Regions from separate parts of the Mus musculus genome. Here regions 1 and 3 are each linked to region 2. A link is a contact called in public Hi-C data. All regions are on one chromosome and are shown on one strand. The core of a region is the stretch at or near the end of the contact, and the rest is flanking DNA. Distances in the headings are between cores, read along the strand shown. Region 1 overlaps Npas3 (neuronal PAS domain protein 3). Region 2 overlaps Npas3 (neuronal PAS domain protein 3). Region 3 overlaps Npas3 (neuronal PAS domain protein 3).

What was found. Hi-C and Micro-C count contacts between places; a contact is called where the count stands out from the background.
Region 1: a contact with region 2 is called in a Hi-C map of the N1E-115 cell line, with 11 times the contacts expected there. The contact joins two enhancer-like sites. A contact is called at or near these places in 1 of 15 datasets of contacts at CTCF or cohesin (the NIH/3T3 cell line), 1 of 484 Hi-C or Micro-C datasets (the N1E-115 cell line), 1 of 115 datasets of contacts at active chromatin or transcription factors (neural progenitor cells) and 1 of 9 other capture datasets (embryonic tail).
Region 3: a contact with region 2 is called in a Hi-C map of the N1E-115 cell line, with 5 times the contacts expected there. The contact joins two enhancer-like sites. A contact is called at or near these places in 1 of 15 datasets of contacts at CTCF or cohesin (the NIH/3T3 cell line), 8 of 484 Hi-C or Micro-C datasets (the C2C12 cell line, the N1E-115 cell line, cerebral cortex and 3 more) and 1 of 115 datasets of contacts at active chromatin or transcription factors (embryonic basal ganglia).

The regions. Positions count from the first base shown.
Region 1 is chr12:53,981,473-53,986,279 of GRCm38.p6, reverse strand. The region is part of intron 6 of Npas3 (neuronal PAS domain protein 3); the gene reads right to left. Among named protein-coding and RNA genes, the nearest start is that of Gm35614, 150 kb to the right of the region's middle. Within about 2 kb of position 2,164, at least 18 of the 459 cell types and tissues checked have an H3K27ac peak or open chromatin away from gene starts, as enhancers often do. A contact at or near this core is called in the N1E-115 cell line, where this site is marked.
Region 2 is chr12:53,679,434-53,684,111 of GRCm38.p6, reverse strand. All of the region lies in intron 4 of Npas3 (neuronal PAS domain protein 3), which reads right to left. Among named protein-coding and RNA genes, the nearest start is that of Gm35614, 150 kb to the left of the region's middle. Within about 2 kb of position 3,036, at least 2 of the 459 cell types and tissues checked have an H3K27ac peak or open chromatin away from gene starts, as enhancers often do. A contact at or near this core is called in the N1E-115 cell line, where this site is marked.
Region 3 is chr12:54,043,544-54,047,995 of GRCm38.p6, reverse strand. Npas3 (neuronal PAS domain protein 3) reads right to left here. Exons shown (of 12, transcript NM_001370962.1): 8 at 3,271-3,464. Among named protein-coding and RNA genes, the nearest start is that of Gm35818, 96 kb to the left of the region's middle. Within about 2 kb of position 2,910, at least 4 of the 459 cell types and tissues checked have an H3K27ac peak or open chromatin away from gene starts, as enhancers often do. A contact at or near this core is called in the N1E-115 cell line, where this site is marked.

The DNA.
Region 1 (4,807 bases), core at 915-3,414, 300 kb before region 2:
AAAGAGGATCCATTGTCTATGACCACGCACTCTAAAACCCCACGATTGCTGGTGTAGCACGCCTTAAACCCGAATCTAATTTATTCATTGTAATTTACTTAGAAATCTTTAACTTTCTGCATCTCTGCCATGGTGCATTTCTGAGGCCTGCTGTATGGAAATGGAAAAGAACACACCAGGGCTCTGGCAGGGAGATGGCGCAGATGTAGAGTGATTTTAGTTTATTTTCTAGAGTTAATGAAATACGTACTATTCTATGATAGTCACTCTGTCTACCCATGCTTATGCTTAAAGGGCTGACGCCCACTTTTCTAAAGCTCCCAGAAGAGCGTGGTGTCCTCTGAACAGTTCAGATTCCAGAGCAAAGTGAACACTGAGTATCAGCAATTGCGTACAGGGGTAGGTGTGGCTGGGCTCTAGGAGTCCCAGGTTTTGGTACTGAGGAAACAGCCTTTTTTATGCTTAGTGACTCTCTCTCTCTTTCTCCCTCTCTCTCTCTGTCTCTCTGTCTCTCCCTCCCCTCTTCCCTCCCTCCCTCATCTCCCCCTCACCCTCTTTCAGGAAAGGAAGGGAGTGGACAGAGACCATGCATGTTACTGGTCAGTCCCTACATCTATGTAAATCTCACCATGGTTTTCAAGCTCAGAGGTGTTCTCTGGTGCACTCGGCTCCTCTAGTGCCTTCTCTCCCTCCAGGTGCTTTGGCAAGTGCTGTCATTTGTCAGTTGATCCTCTCCAGAAACCCACTTTTAAAAATCACTGAAGGTTCATATTGCTTTCTTTACTTAGTCGGTAACACGTAAATAGAGCAGGGCTCTGGTTAAGAGAATGAATTAAAAATCTCAGAATTACAGATGGTTGTGAGAAAATATAAAGAAGGCCTACTCTGAAGTGACAGCCGAGGGTATACTGAAGGATAAAGAAGAGTGGACACTGCTGGGGGTTACAGTGTCAGGAATGGCAGTGAAGAAAAGGAGAATGAACCAGTAGGAGGAACATGACTCAGCAGAAGGAACATGACTCTGCAGAAGGAACAATGGAAAAATCTCCCAAACACAGGAGGGATCATGACCACAAGGTCATATGAGATAGTAGAGTGTACTCAATGTAGAGGAAAACAGAGTTGCTTGCTGGGTACCTGTGATTCAGTTTAAAGCAATAAAGTTCTGGGGGATGATGGCCACAGCTGTACCACATTTAGATGTATTTGATGATGTGAACCTGTAGCCTGAATGTGGCCCAAATGGCAGCTCTTAAGTCAGGTGTATTTTGCTCCAACAACAAGTGTCAGGCCCTGAACTAATGAAGTGCCATAAGATTTCAGATGGGAGTGCAAGAGATTAATACAAAAATATCAAGGATCAAAGAGAAAGACAAAGGAAAGGACAACTATGGTTCCCATCAAGGCAATGGGGAAGTAGAGGCTGGAGGGCTGGGCTTCAATTGTTTATCAATTAAACAAATAAGTTCGCTGTACACTGGGGCTCAGAAATGGATTATAGCTACTGTCTTAGGAAATATCTGAAGTGATGGAGTCCAGAGGCTAGTGAGACATTGTCTCGCATTAAAGCAGTGCATGGCCAATATTGCTGTAGTGTTGTTGTGTAGGCAGACTAATACATTTAATGTGATCCAGCCCAGCAACGTTCAGTTTTAGGATAGAGGCTAAAGTCATTGCCCAGGCCAAGTACCCATAATGACTGTCCCCATAAAGCTACCACAGCACCTACAAGGCTCAGTGATCTAAGGAGTCCCCTATGGGTAGAGCCAAAAAATAAATAAATAAATAAATAAAAAGAGTGTGGGCGCAAGGTGACTTTCTCAGAGTTACCTCATTCCCCAGGGTCAGATTAGGGGTTACTAACCCACTCTTCCCTTGCCTAATACAGAGTTGAAAGACACAAACAAGCAAGGCTTTATCATTAATCAGAACAATAGAGGTGATTCACATGTTCATCAGGCACCAAGGACTCATTGAAATAAAATCAGAGTTTACTCTCAAGGACTCAAGGGTTATTGTTTCATAGGACAGCCACAAGTCATATAATGATCATCATAAGGAAGGCACAGAGCCAGACTCCAAACGCAAGCCGGAAACCGTTCCGGAGTGACTAATGCAATAATATTGAGGAATGTCACAGGTCCCTATTATAGTCAAAGTCACTTTAACTAATTGGCTCAGACCATAAAAACACACAATCTGGGTCAGATGACACCACTGCACAAAGCTGTTCTGCACAGACATCGTCTTAAATCAAAGCGTCCCAACAGGAAGGGGAGAGAGGAAGGGTGGCTGCTGTTCCTGGGGATCCTGAGTGATTCAGAAGCGGCTTTAAGAGTGGCTAGCTCCAGTCTGTGGACAGAGGTGGCACTGGGCTTTCTAGGCATCCTTCGTCCTTCAGAAGCGTGCTGCTCCACATTTGCAGAGATTGCACATGGTTTTGCGTCAGGGCTATCTCATGGTAAGGTGCCAGGTCATCCGTTAAAGCCTAAGAAAACAAGTCCTGTCAATCGCAGGCTCTTATAAAGACCCAGACATTGGCATGGTCTCCAAAGCCAGTGATTCTAATGAGCAGGAGAAACAGAATCAATGAAATTACTAATCATGATTCAGGATACGTTTAGAACCATCTCTTTCGCACTTAAAACCAGAAATAGAAAGTCATTTATAGAAACAGAAAGGTACTGTTGATTGCTTTCCCTTTATTTCTACATTCTTTTCCCTTAACAAAACAAACAAAAACTTCTCTCCGATTTCTCCCCACTAACCAATATTTATCTCCCTACACAGCTTCCTCTTCTAGTTCTATTCTTCAGGAAAACAAGGATTGCCCCTAAAATGGTCAAAGCCATCCTAATATGTGGATGAAGCATGCTTGGCTAAAGCCATCTTGAGTCTAGACTAGGCTCACAATTCACTTCACAACAGATCCATTCGGCAAGTCCTGACGGAGTTTCTACGGGTGTAAGTCCCTGTCATAGGTTTGAGGTCACAGAAGAGAAGGGAGGAATGGGGCGGAAAGAAATTCTCCCCATAGTAGAGTCTATATTCTATTAGGAGGATAAATGGGTACATGAGCGCACACACGTGTATGCACACACCTGCACTGGGGGGGGGGTATGGAGATAAACATAACATACAGATATGTTTGAAATGTGTATGAATGCCTGAATGGCTAGAAAGGTCTGTGAAGGTTAACATCTGATTGCAGGTATGAAGTACATAAGGTCACTCTGAATATCGGGTGGAATAGTTCCACCACAGAGGATCAGGCTGTTGAGATGTCCAAAGGCAGAGGTTACATGTACTGAAGGGCTAAGCAGGCCACCACCTCCAGCTGTATCTGAATGTTGCTGTGAGGCTATGTGAGTACTGCTCAGGGCTCAAGGGGAGGACTCATGGGCACAGGAAACAGCAGCAAAATGGTCATCACCAGGCCTTCATGATTCTGTTAGGCCAGCTAGCTTTGGGGTTGCCCACTCTCTAGGAGTCAATTAAAGTTTGAGTAAACTTCCTTGAGAGACAGTTGATGAAGCCTGAGCAAGACTTGTTATGCTTGGATTCTGCTGGTTCAGTTTTCCTGAGCACAAACACCTCCAGGGAGGAAGGAGCAGGGTTGGCTCTGGGAGAGGAAAACACAGTGGTAAAAATAAGGCCAATTCGACATCTTGATGGTATGTAGGGACCCTCGTATACAGAGGAGCAGGATTCCAGTACAGCCAGAACTAATTCACTGGTTTCTCTAACCACATGCTTAGCTTTCAGAACCTCTCCTTAACAAACTCCCGAGTCATGGTGCCTTTCTTCCTTTATGCATAGTGAGCATTGCCCACTGCCTGCTGGTTTTCTTCAGGGTCTTATGTATGTAATAAATCTACCAAAGAGACAGCCTACAGCGGGCCATTATGCAGTCACCCCCCTCTCCCCGCTTTAGTAATGTTGACTCCACTTAGCACTGAGTATAGTGTGCTGTAGGATCTGAGAGCTTGCAGGTGGGAGTTTGGCATCTAGTCCCAGGCCTCGATGATGGAGAAGCAGTGGCGTGGGTAAGGCAGTATCTTTGGCCTTTGTCTAGGAGACTGGGGCAGCTGCTCAGAATGCAAAGCTAGCTTCCTAGAGACAGTTGCTTTTGTCCTTGTGAAATACTTGGCTTTTCTTTATGAGCCCTGGCTGGACTTCTTATTGCTTTGGTGGCATCAGGGATGACTCAGAGACCAGGAAGCAAGTGTTGTGACTGTCACTGTCTCAGGGCAGTTCCATTCAGGCCTGTTGTCCTTTTAGTTGTTCAGCGGAGACATGTTTAGTTTGGTTTTACCTGTGCCAGCTCAGTCTGGGATGGGGTACAGAGACAGACTCTCAAAGGAGGACACTCTGGCTATAAACCTGCCAGGTCCTTCCCAGCTCTACCCCTTCCCTGATTGGTGTTTTCACATCTCCCAAGGATGGGAATTTTCAGAACAAAGCCCAGTACTTGGAGTGGTTATTTGCATGTCAATTTCCGGAATGCTTCTCCAACTTTCCCTTGTGCCATAGTGATGCTTTTGTATCTCTTCTGCTGGGGATAAATGGAGAGGAAGGGCTCGAAGTGGGTCAGCGCAGTGTCCTGGCACTTCCTTTGGCTGAGTCTTTGCCCAATGGGGTGGAAGCCAGACTTCCTTCTCCCTGGCCCTTCAGCTCCCCTATGCAGCCTTGCAGATCTGGGAGGTCTGCGTTCTTTATTGCAGCTTTGGGGTGAGCAGGCACCTGACCATGGGAATATTCTTTCCTCCGGTCACAGGCGTCTGTGAGGGACCCTAGTGGGGTCTAA
Region 2 (4,678 bases), core at 1,787-4,286:
ATTATATCAATTCTACTGAACATATTATAACTAACATATGAGTTCCAGATAATCTGTTAAGTTACTTTTAAAAAACTCTCTTACAATTAGTGGTAAAAGTTCCAGGATGCACTTCTACAGTTACAAACTCACAAAGCAGCAGAGAATAAGCCTTGAGACTATACTACATTGTAAACTAGTTGGTGCCATTTAAACATCTAAAATTACCTAACATTGAAAAACGGGCCCAGCTATCACTATCCCACAAGAAGGCCTGCCATAAACACATCAGACCACAGGCCGTGCAGGAGCGCTGGGCTGCAAAAGCTTTGGTGTCCAGCACAACAGGCCCAGGGCTGCGTTTGGAATTCACAGCACCTAGGCTGAGTTTGGAAGGACATGGCAGTTTTCAGGGGTTGAAACTGGATGTTTGTAAATGTTTGGGAAAACACTTCAGGAAATAAAAGGGACTGAGCCAAAGGGCCAGAGGAAACAGGGGCTTCAGATCCTGCTGGGTGAGGACCCTTTAGGAGATTTAGACAGTGTGCTGAGCCACTGGAATCCTGGGAGCAACCCAGCAGACATGAAGAGCAGAAAGTCTCTGGATACGACCTAACATGTCCTAGAAGGCAAAATCTCTCCAGATGAGAAATTCCGAGCTAGAACTTATATCGGAACTTGGTCCTAGTCAAAGGGAGCACTCTGTGAGGCAGGGACCAATAGCAGAGTACTTGATTCTAAGTTTTCTCTCCAAAGGCTGCATCTCTGAAGTCCCAGGACCCAGGAGCACCGACCAGAGCAAAAATAAAACACTATTCTGAGGCTAAAAGGTAGGTATGGGCCAGTCTTTGTGATGACTTGAGACCTGCCGAGGGAGCCTGGGTGGCAATGAGAATGGATACATTTCTGTTTTCTAAACAAAGGGAAGAACTAAAATAAATGGCAGACTGCTGGTTACTAATCCCAGGAACGGGAGGAGGGTGGGTTAGATTATCAGTCTCTGAAGGAAGACACAGACAATTTAGAAGGAGAACAGTCATTTCAGTGTGAGGACAAAAAGTCCAAGAGACTGCAAATACAGTAAAGATGGATGGGGTCAAAAGTGAACAACAACGTCAAAAACTCAAATGCCCTAAATGTAGCCTCTGACGTGTGACAATTTAACAGTGCAGTCTAAGTACAGGGAGAGGACATGCATGAGCATGGTCACACTCGGTAAGTTTCAGTACTGCAGACAGACTCTTTCTCAAGAGTTTCCTTTATTTATTATTTTTAATTCCTTAGACTTATGCAGCTTCATGACACCAAACCAGAAAAGGATTAATGAAATAAGTTTATAAATATTTATAAATTGATTTTATTTATGCAGCAATTTTGAAAAAATACCAACTCAACCTGGAGCTGCCAATGTGAGAGTTACAAAGAGGGCAATAAAATATCCCAATCAATTACAATTTGACGATTCAGTTAACACATCTGCTTCTCGAAAAACATCAAATATATCTAATACTTTAGCAGTGATATCTCTGTCTTTCTCTGTCTCGCTGTCTCTGTTTCTCTCTGTCACTCTCTCTCTCTGTCTCTGTCTCTCTCCCTCTCTCCTTCTCTTGATTCCCCTTTAGTTTCTTGCTCTGCTAGATTTTTGGGAACAATTCATGTAGAAAAAGAAAACTGATGTCGTGGGGTTTATATTGCTGTGCTAAAACACCCTGGCCAAAGGCACCTTGAGCAAGAAAGGGTTCATTTCATCTCTAACTCTCAGGGCACACAGTTCATCAATGAGGAAGCCTAGGCAGGAACTCACTGCTGACTGCTGTTACAGAGGCCATGGAGGAACGCTGCTTACTGGTTTGCTCTTCCTGGTTTGTTTGGTCTGCTTTCTTATATAACCCAGGACCAGGGACTCAGGGATGGCACTGCCCTCTATGGGCTGGACCTGCTTACATCAATCACTAATCCGGAAAATGCTCTACAGACTGACTGCCTATAAGCAACCTGGATAGAAACATTTTCTAGATTGAGTTTTCTCCTTCTAGATAATTCGAATTTGTATTGAACAGACAGAAAAAAAGATAACCAAGAAACTGCAATTCCAAACCCTTATGGGCTCTGGTTGTCCAGTTGTGAGCCCTTTGGGCAGTCTTTAGCTGGGGTGAACGATTATGGCCAAGGATGAGAATATTCTAGGATCATGGTTAGTGAAAGACTCTGGGTGAACGTTCTACACTTTCTTTCCACTTTGGAATTAAGGTCATGAATTTAATAAACCCTGTTTATTCAAAAGACATACATAAAGACAATATTCAATTACACCATGTGTCCCCTTTTTTTGTTTTTATTAAACTAGTGATTGGCACAAAACTAACAAATCATAGGGAAAAAATGGCCATTTGTCACTGTTTTCAATAGCTAAAAATATAATTTTTAATAAATCTCCAAGTGAAGACCAAAGAAGCTCCACAGTCCTCCCTCTCCTGTGTGCGTATTTTAAGAACTGTCATCCTCCCTTGGTTTAGGGGACAGTTTTATAAACAATGACACCAGGGGAGGGACACACTTATGCTTTTGTGAGACTTGCCATTGGAAACAGAGTAATCTCAGGTATGCTGCCTGCTCCCACCAGCTGCTGGGTTCCACATCGCTCAGAGTCACACATGCAGTCAGTCACTCAGCCACACAACCCTGGGAGTTCCATGCTCCTGATTTTGAAATGTCACCTGCAACTTATAGCATGGACCTTACTCTTAAAATGACTCAGCAGATGATCAAATATTTCACTGAAACACAAGCAGTATTAATTTTTTTTTAAAGCAAGAAAATATAGAAGCTTTCCTAATCTCCCAGTTTGGCACTGCTTTAAGAAACCGTGTTCAGATATAAAGGCACGTATCAGCACAAGAGTTGGTATTTTCTCTCAAGACATTGCACACGCTTTACTTTTCCCCTGCTGAGTCCATCACAGAAGTCTCCAAATTTTATCAGATTATTCTGATACCATGCCATCAGAAATAAGCATCGCATTCAGTCACGTGGCGTTTTCTGTCTCTGATCCTGCCCCTCCAAACTAGACTCACTCTCAATCCTAGCTTCTTCGTTCCTTGTGCGTTCCCTCATTAAGGGCACAGGATGGCCTTTCCTACAAGACAGTGCCCAGAAGACTGGCACCCACAAGCCCTGCTTTTCTCAACAGTAAGAGCACAAATCACATTTAGAATCAAAGGAAACAGGACCAGATCCCCAACCCAGCTTAATGAGATAATTGAAAATTACCTCATGCAAGGTGTTCAATGACCAATAAGTGTTTGGCTGGTGGCCAGGGGTCTCTGGATACACAGACATTGATTATGAAAGGATGTTTGGCTATTTCCCAGGAAGGATAGACGGGAAAGGGCAGGACTTACCCCATGTGCATGGCACGAGGGGCAGTGAGCGCAGATTAGGACAAGGTTGAATCAGGGACACTGTGACCATTTGGCCAGTGATGACAACAATCTGCCAAGAATGTTTTACTGCCATGCTTTACTTAATCCAGGGCAAACTGATTGGAACTGACCCAATTCCTCCAGGGGAAATTAGATGTAGATCTGAAAAGACCCAGAGAGTGAACTCCTGATAGTCATTGAAGATTTAGTAATTTCACTTAAAAGGGAGCTGTGCATCAGGGGGTGGGATGGGGGGGGGGCCCACAGTCCTCTGTAGTTCTTCATCTAAAAGAAGACATACATACAACATTGTCTCTTCTTGCATGTCAAGGGCACATGCTTTTAATGAACCGATACTATAAATTAATTACATTTCCCAAGATTGACCTAAATAGCATGAACAAGAATGCTTTCTTAAGTGTTGTATTAAATCCTTGAGAATTACAGGCATATAAGCAACATCTTTTGGTCATGTTTACTCCCCGTTCCTCAGTGTAACTGTTCCCAGGTTTACCCCCGATAACTTTATGGCATCTGTATTTTATAAACAATTCATGGAGCTGCTAATATATTCATGGGTTGGGGGGCTATCCACTGGAGTGTGGCTGATCTACTAGGGCCCACACTTTTTAAGAAAACTGACTCTCCTCCAAAGCTCCAGATATCAATATACCCTCAGTCAGGGGCGAGGCCTCACTAGCCCCTCCCACTCCATGCTGAGATGTTGTCTTGCTTGGTCCTGTGCATGGAACCACAGCAACAGTGAGTTCATGAGTACAGTGGCTCAGTCATACCTAGAAGAGACCGTTTCTGCTCTGTTCTCCCTCATTGCTGGCACTTACCACCTAGCTCCCTCAGAGGTTCTCAACCTGTGGAGTGCAGACATTTTCATTACGATTCATCACAAAACCAAAATTACAGTTATGACATGGCAACAAAATAATCTTACGGCTGAAGGTCACTACAGCACAAGGCGCTCCAGCTCCATTAAAAGGCTTCCAGAACTAGGAAGGCTGAGAACTACTGATCTTTCTCTTCTTCTGAAATGGTTCTGGTACACTGTGGGTAGGGGGTAACATATAGATGTCACATTTATGGTTTATGGAAACTCCTCTGTACTTTGACTAGTGGGGTGTTAACTGCCATTCACTATATGAAGAAACGTCACTGATCAGGTCTGAAGGCGCATTCATTTTTTTAAACCATGTTAAGAACTATGTTTTCTAGTGATTAATAAAGAATGTTCTAGGTGTGCAGTAACTGTCATAACTAAATTT
Region 3 (4,452 bases), core at 1,661-4,160, 360 kb before region 2:
AGGCATGTATAAAATGCTAATTGCTTTCTACAGCAATCATTTTGGTTGGTTAAAAAAAAAAGATTTTGTTTAACTTATTTTACTGTCCCTTTAGAAATTACTTCTGACACAGGATCTATTCAGATGTGAAACACATATTTGGAAATGTTATCTTTAAAAGACATGGGATTAGTGTTGGAGAACTGTGTCTGATTCACAAGGCAGGGAGCTAATAAGGTCTGGTAACACAAAAACATCATGGAGTTAGCTGGGCGTGGTGACACATGCTTGTCACCCCAGCACCTGGGAGGCAGAGGTTCCAAGATAGCCACAGCCACATAGTGAGACACTGTCTCAGAAAACAAAAACAACAAAAACAAATAAACAAGCACTATAAATAAATGTAAGAGTATAATTAAAATATACTCCTCAATGGGGTAAGTGGATTTCTCAATGTTTAGTGATTGAAATAATCATTTTGACCAAACTAGAATTATTAGTGAGAGAAGATTTCTTAGGAAAATGAAAATGAATTCTTGGAGCATTTGTGGTACAAAACAGATTGGTGGTTCTGTTTACTAGCTTGTTTTCCCAAGTATACATAAACAGCCACTTTCTAAAAAAAAAAAAGTTAGATGTCATTAAAAGACCCTCTTTGGTGTCTGTGAAGTCTGCCAGCTCCTGAAAGCATTAGATGTTAGCGTTGCCCTGGGCCATCCTGCAGACTGCAGAAGAATCGCCAAGGAGCAAGCTTAGTTTCTAGTTAACAATTCCCTAATTAAATAAGAAACCACAGGAAAAAGCCTCGTTCTTTGGGGAAGGCGTTCTCTTTTATTTGAATGAACACCTTCAAAAAAGAAAAAAAAAATTCGGGATCAAGCCCTTTCAGAGAACCATACATAGCCTGCTGTGGGGAATTCGACCAGCTTCAGCAGTAAAGAATAGACCAGTAAGAGCTAGGAGTGGCAGGCCAGAAGAGTAGCTATCCTTCCTGTTTCTCAGCTCCCTCACCTGTAAATCACCTCAGGCTATGGTGAGGAGGGTCATGGGTGGAGTGACATTAGCACTGTCCCCAGCTTGGCGCATGGCAGCTTTTCTGTAACCCAAACATGCCATTGCCCTTAGTAAAGGACATTTCCAGATTGCTGTCTTCATTTGGGAGAGAATGATGCATTGTATCAGCGGATGGGGTATTTTGGGGGGTAGGGTGGGGGAAGAAAAAAGCTAAGAGCAGGTCACAGACAAGAATCTCAATTGCTAGAATGGGACATTGAAAGCTTGCTAAAAAAAAAAAAAATTAGTCACTTGATCACAACAAACAGTGGTGGCGCATGCCTTTAATCTGAGCACTTGGGAGGCAGAGGCAGGCAGATTTCTGAGTTTGAGGCTAGCCTGGTCTATAGAGTGAGTTCCAGGACAGCCAGGGCTACACAGAGAAACCCTGTCTCAAAAAAAAACACAAAAAACAAAAAACAAAACAAAACAACAACAACAAAAAAACAACAACAACAACCCAAGAAAAAAGAAAAGAAAAAAAAAAAAAAGAAAAGAAAATCTGTGGCATTGGATAGGACAACCATTGGAAATTTGGCATTGGTTTTTGGAAGGTGTGGTGATGGTGGAGCTGAGCCCAGCCTGAGGTGTGATCTATTCTGGAATTGCTCTCCTTTCTGTCCCTCCATTGGTTTCCTTCTCTGTCCTGCAGCCTACTTAGAGACTAAATGGCTTTGTAAATGCTAATTGTGTTCTTCCATTGTGTGTATATATGGAAAGTTCCTCAGGGAGGTTATTCTGACTGGTTTCTTGCCATTCACCATGGCCACTAAAGAAAAATCAAAGGCTGGGAGACGGCACAGGCTATTGCTAAGTCAGGGGCTGCGACTCTTTAATTCAAACTTGCCCAGGCTGACAGGAGCAGGAGCAAGCTCTTACCTATGGAGCAGGCTGACCTGAGACTGTAGGGTGATGACTAGATACACTTGGCCAAAGTCAGAGGCCACTCCTGCCCATCCTTCTGGCTGACTTGTCTTTCCTGGTCTCCTGTGTCCTCTCCAGAACACCACTGACACACCCAAGTGTATGGTCATGGTGATGAAGACTTTATAAATGTCAACAAAACTTGAGCAGATTTAGGCATAATTACTGCATAATAAAGACAGGTACATGATGCTGTCTGCACTCCTGAGCATCGGAGGTCAGATAAATTCTTTCTTCCCATTTAGTCCCTGGCTGGAAATAGGAGACCAATCCCAAAGCAATCTCAGCTTTAGTAGCAGTTCCCAGTAGACTGGGTGGACGCAGGCGCTTTTGGCCTTCCTCTTGGCTAGGATCTGCAGAGGTTAATTACCCAGGCCACTTGACCATTCTGCTCTCTGGTTTCCTGTGTGAAGGCGTTCACAGGGCTCAGGGGACATATATTGCCTTCAAACCTGACAACAATCTATGGCCAGAAAGCATCCTCCCTCAACTGTCTCAGTAATGCTCCTGGCAGCACCAGGAGATGGACAGTTTTGCAGCCCCTCCTCCCCTCACTCTGCATCCTGATTCCCTCTTCACATCAGTCAGATGGGCTGGTGACTTCCAGGTGAAAGGTCTGTAAGGTGCACCATCTTCGATCTCTGTCCCTTGCTTTGTGCTTAATGGAAAAAGTGAACTTTCAAACCATAGACTAAAATGTCCCTTTTGTAAAAGCTCAGTCTTGGAAACGAACTGCCAACCCATTTCTAGGATGAGTCACCTTTTTTTTTTTTTTTTTTTTTTAATTTATAAAAGAAAACTCCTCGGGATGACAAAGCTTTACTTAATAGTGTTGCAAATTCCTTTTGCAGCAGCGGATTTCCTCTGGGGGCCTCAGATTCTCATTTGTCCTGTGCTAAGTGTCTGCGAGGACACTGCCCAACAGGATGCCAGGCCCTTGAATTAGCGGGAAGCAGGTCACCCAGAGGCACAGGAGATGCCTTTCACTGCATCCTTTTGCCAATAATACCCCATCCCTGCTCTGTACTTGGGTCCTCAGCCAAAATGGGCTTTTTTTTTTTTTTTTTTTTTTTAATAGCGGATGGATGTCTGGGTATCCCAATTCATTCAATTGTTGTCCCAAATGTAAATCAGGGAAACAATGTACGTTTTAAATAAAAAGCATGTTTGGTGTCAGTCCAAGCAGCCATTAAAAACAAGATCAGGATTTATAATGAGCCTCACTGGGGAAGTAAAATCTTTCAGGCAGCCGAAACCAAACCTTCACCAGTGGGCAGTGCGCGCAGCGGGCAAATGAACATGAAAACAAAGTACCTATTTTCACAGTAAATGATATTGAGATCCATGTTTACTCGAGTGACGAACATATGGCAGTCAATTCTGACTTCATTGATCGTAGGGGGAGGCAAGGCGTGAGCCACAACCACCAGACCCATGATTTGGCTGGGGACGGTCCTCCCGTGGGACAGCGACACTCTGAGGCGAAGCCGGCCTGTTATGTGAATCACCTGGAAAAATAAAATCAAGTACAGGACACCAGTCAAATATACATCCCAGAACTAAAGATTATTTCTTCTGAGGGAATCTCACTGGGAACAATTGATATTAGGTTGTATCTTCTACAGTCCTAACGGCTGTCATCAAACCTTCGCCTACTCATGGAGAAGCACAGAGAACACATGCTATGACACTTTTTCAGGCAGTGTTATTATAGTGCTGTTTTTTTTTAAAGGACTCCCTCCTCTTACACATTTATAGAAAATTCATTATCAGATCCTATGAATAAGATGCTGAGCACTGAGCTAGCTGCAGCAGGAAATATTTGAATTATTAGCCTTGTTAGTAAAAGATGTCTTTCTCTCTCCGATTTTGTAGTGAGAGAGATTACATGGCCATCTGCTTTCTGGAAGTCGTGGCTCAGATATTTCCCATATTCAGACGATTCAGTCATTTTTACCAAAGTCTGAATAACAGACTCAGGGCTTCGACATGAATGGGGTCTTTTGATAACAGACATTTCTCATTGGGCAGTGCTAGGTTACCAGGGGCTCAGTGACGCTGGGCATTTTGGCCTCTGATGCTTTCCTTGAGCTCACACTCAGGTAGAGTCAGGAAGATGCACAGCATTCTTATGGCACGTCAGAGGTACCTGCCTAGGGACTCTGGGGGCAGTATTGGTCTGAATTGTTTCATTTATGAGCTGAAGTATACATAATACCCAGGATCATCAGAGGAGAAGCACAGGTTCAGCTTCTAGAAGTGATACACTAGAGAAACAAAACCATAAATGGGTGAAAACCATGATGGGTTTCTATGGCTGTGCTCTGAGAAGACAGGAATGGGGTGTATCTGTCAGGGCTTGGAAAGTGTTCATGTATGTACATACGTGTGCATGTGTGTGCGTGTGTGTGTGCGTGTGAACTCTTGCTGCATTCTGAGGCCCCTGTTGTTCTGGGTGGATCGCAACAACAAGGCCCAACAGGAGACCCCTGTGGT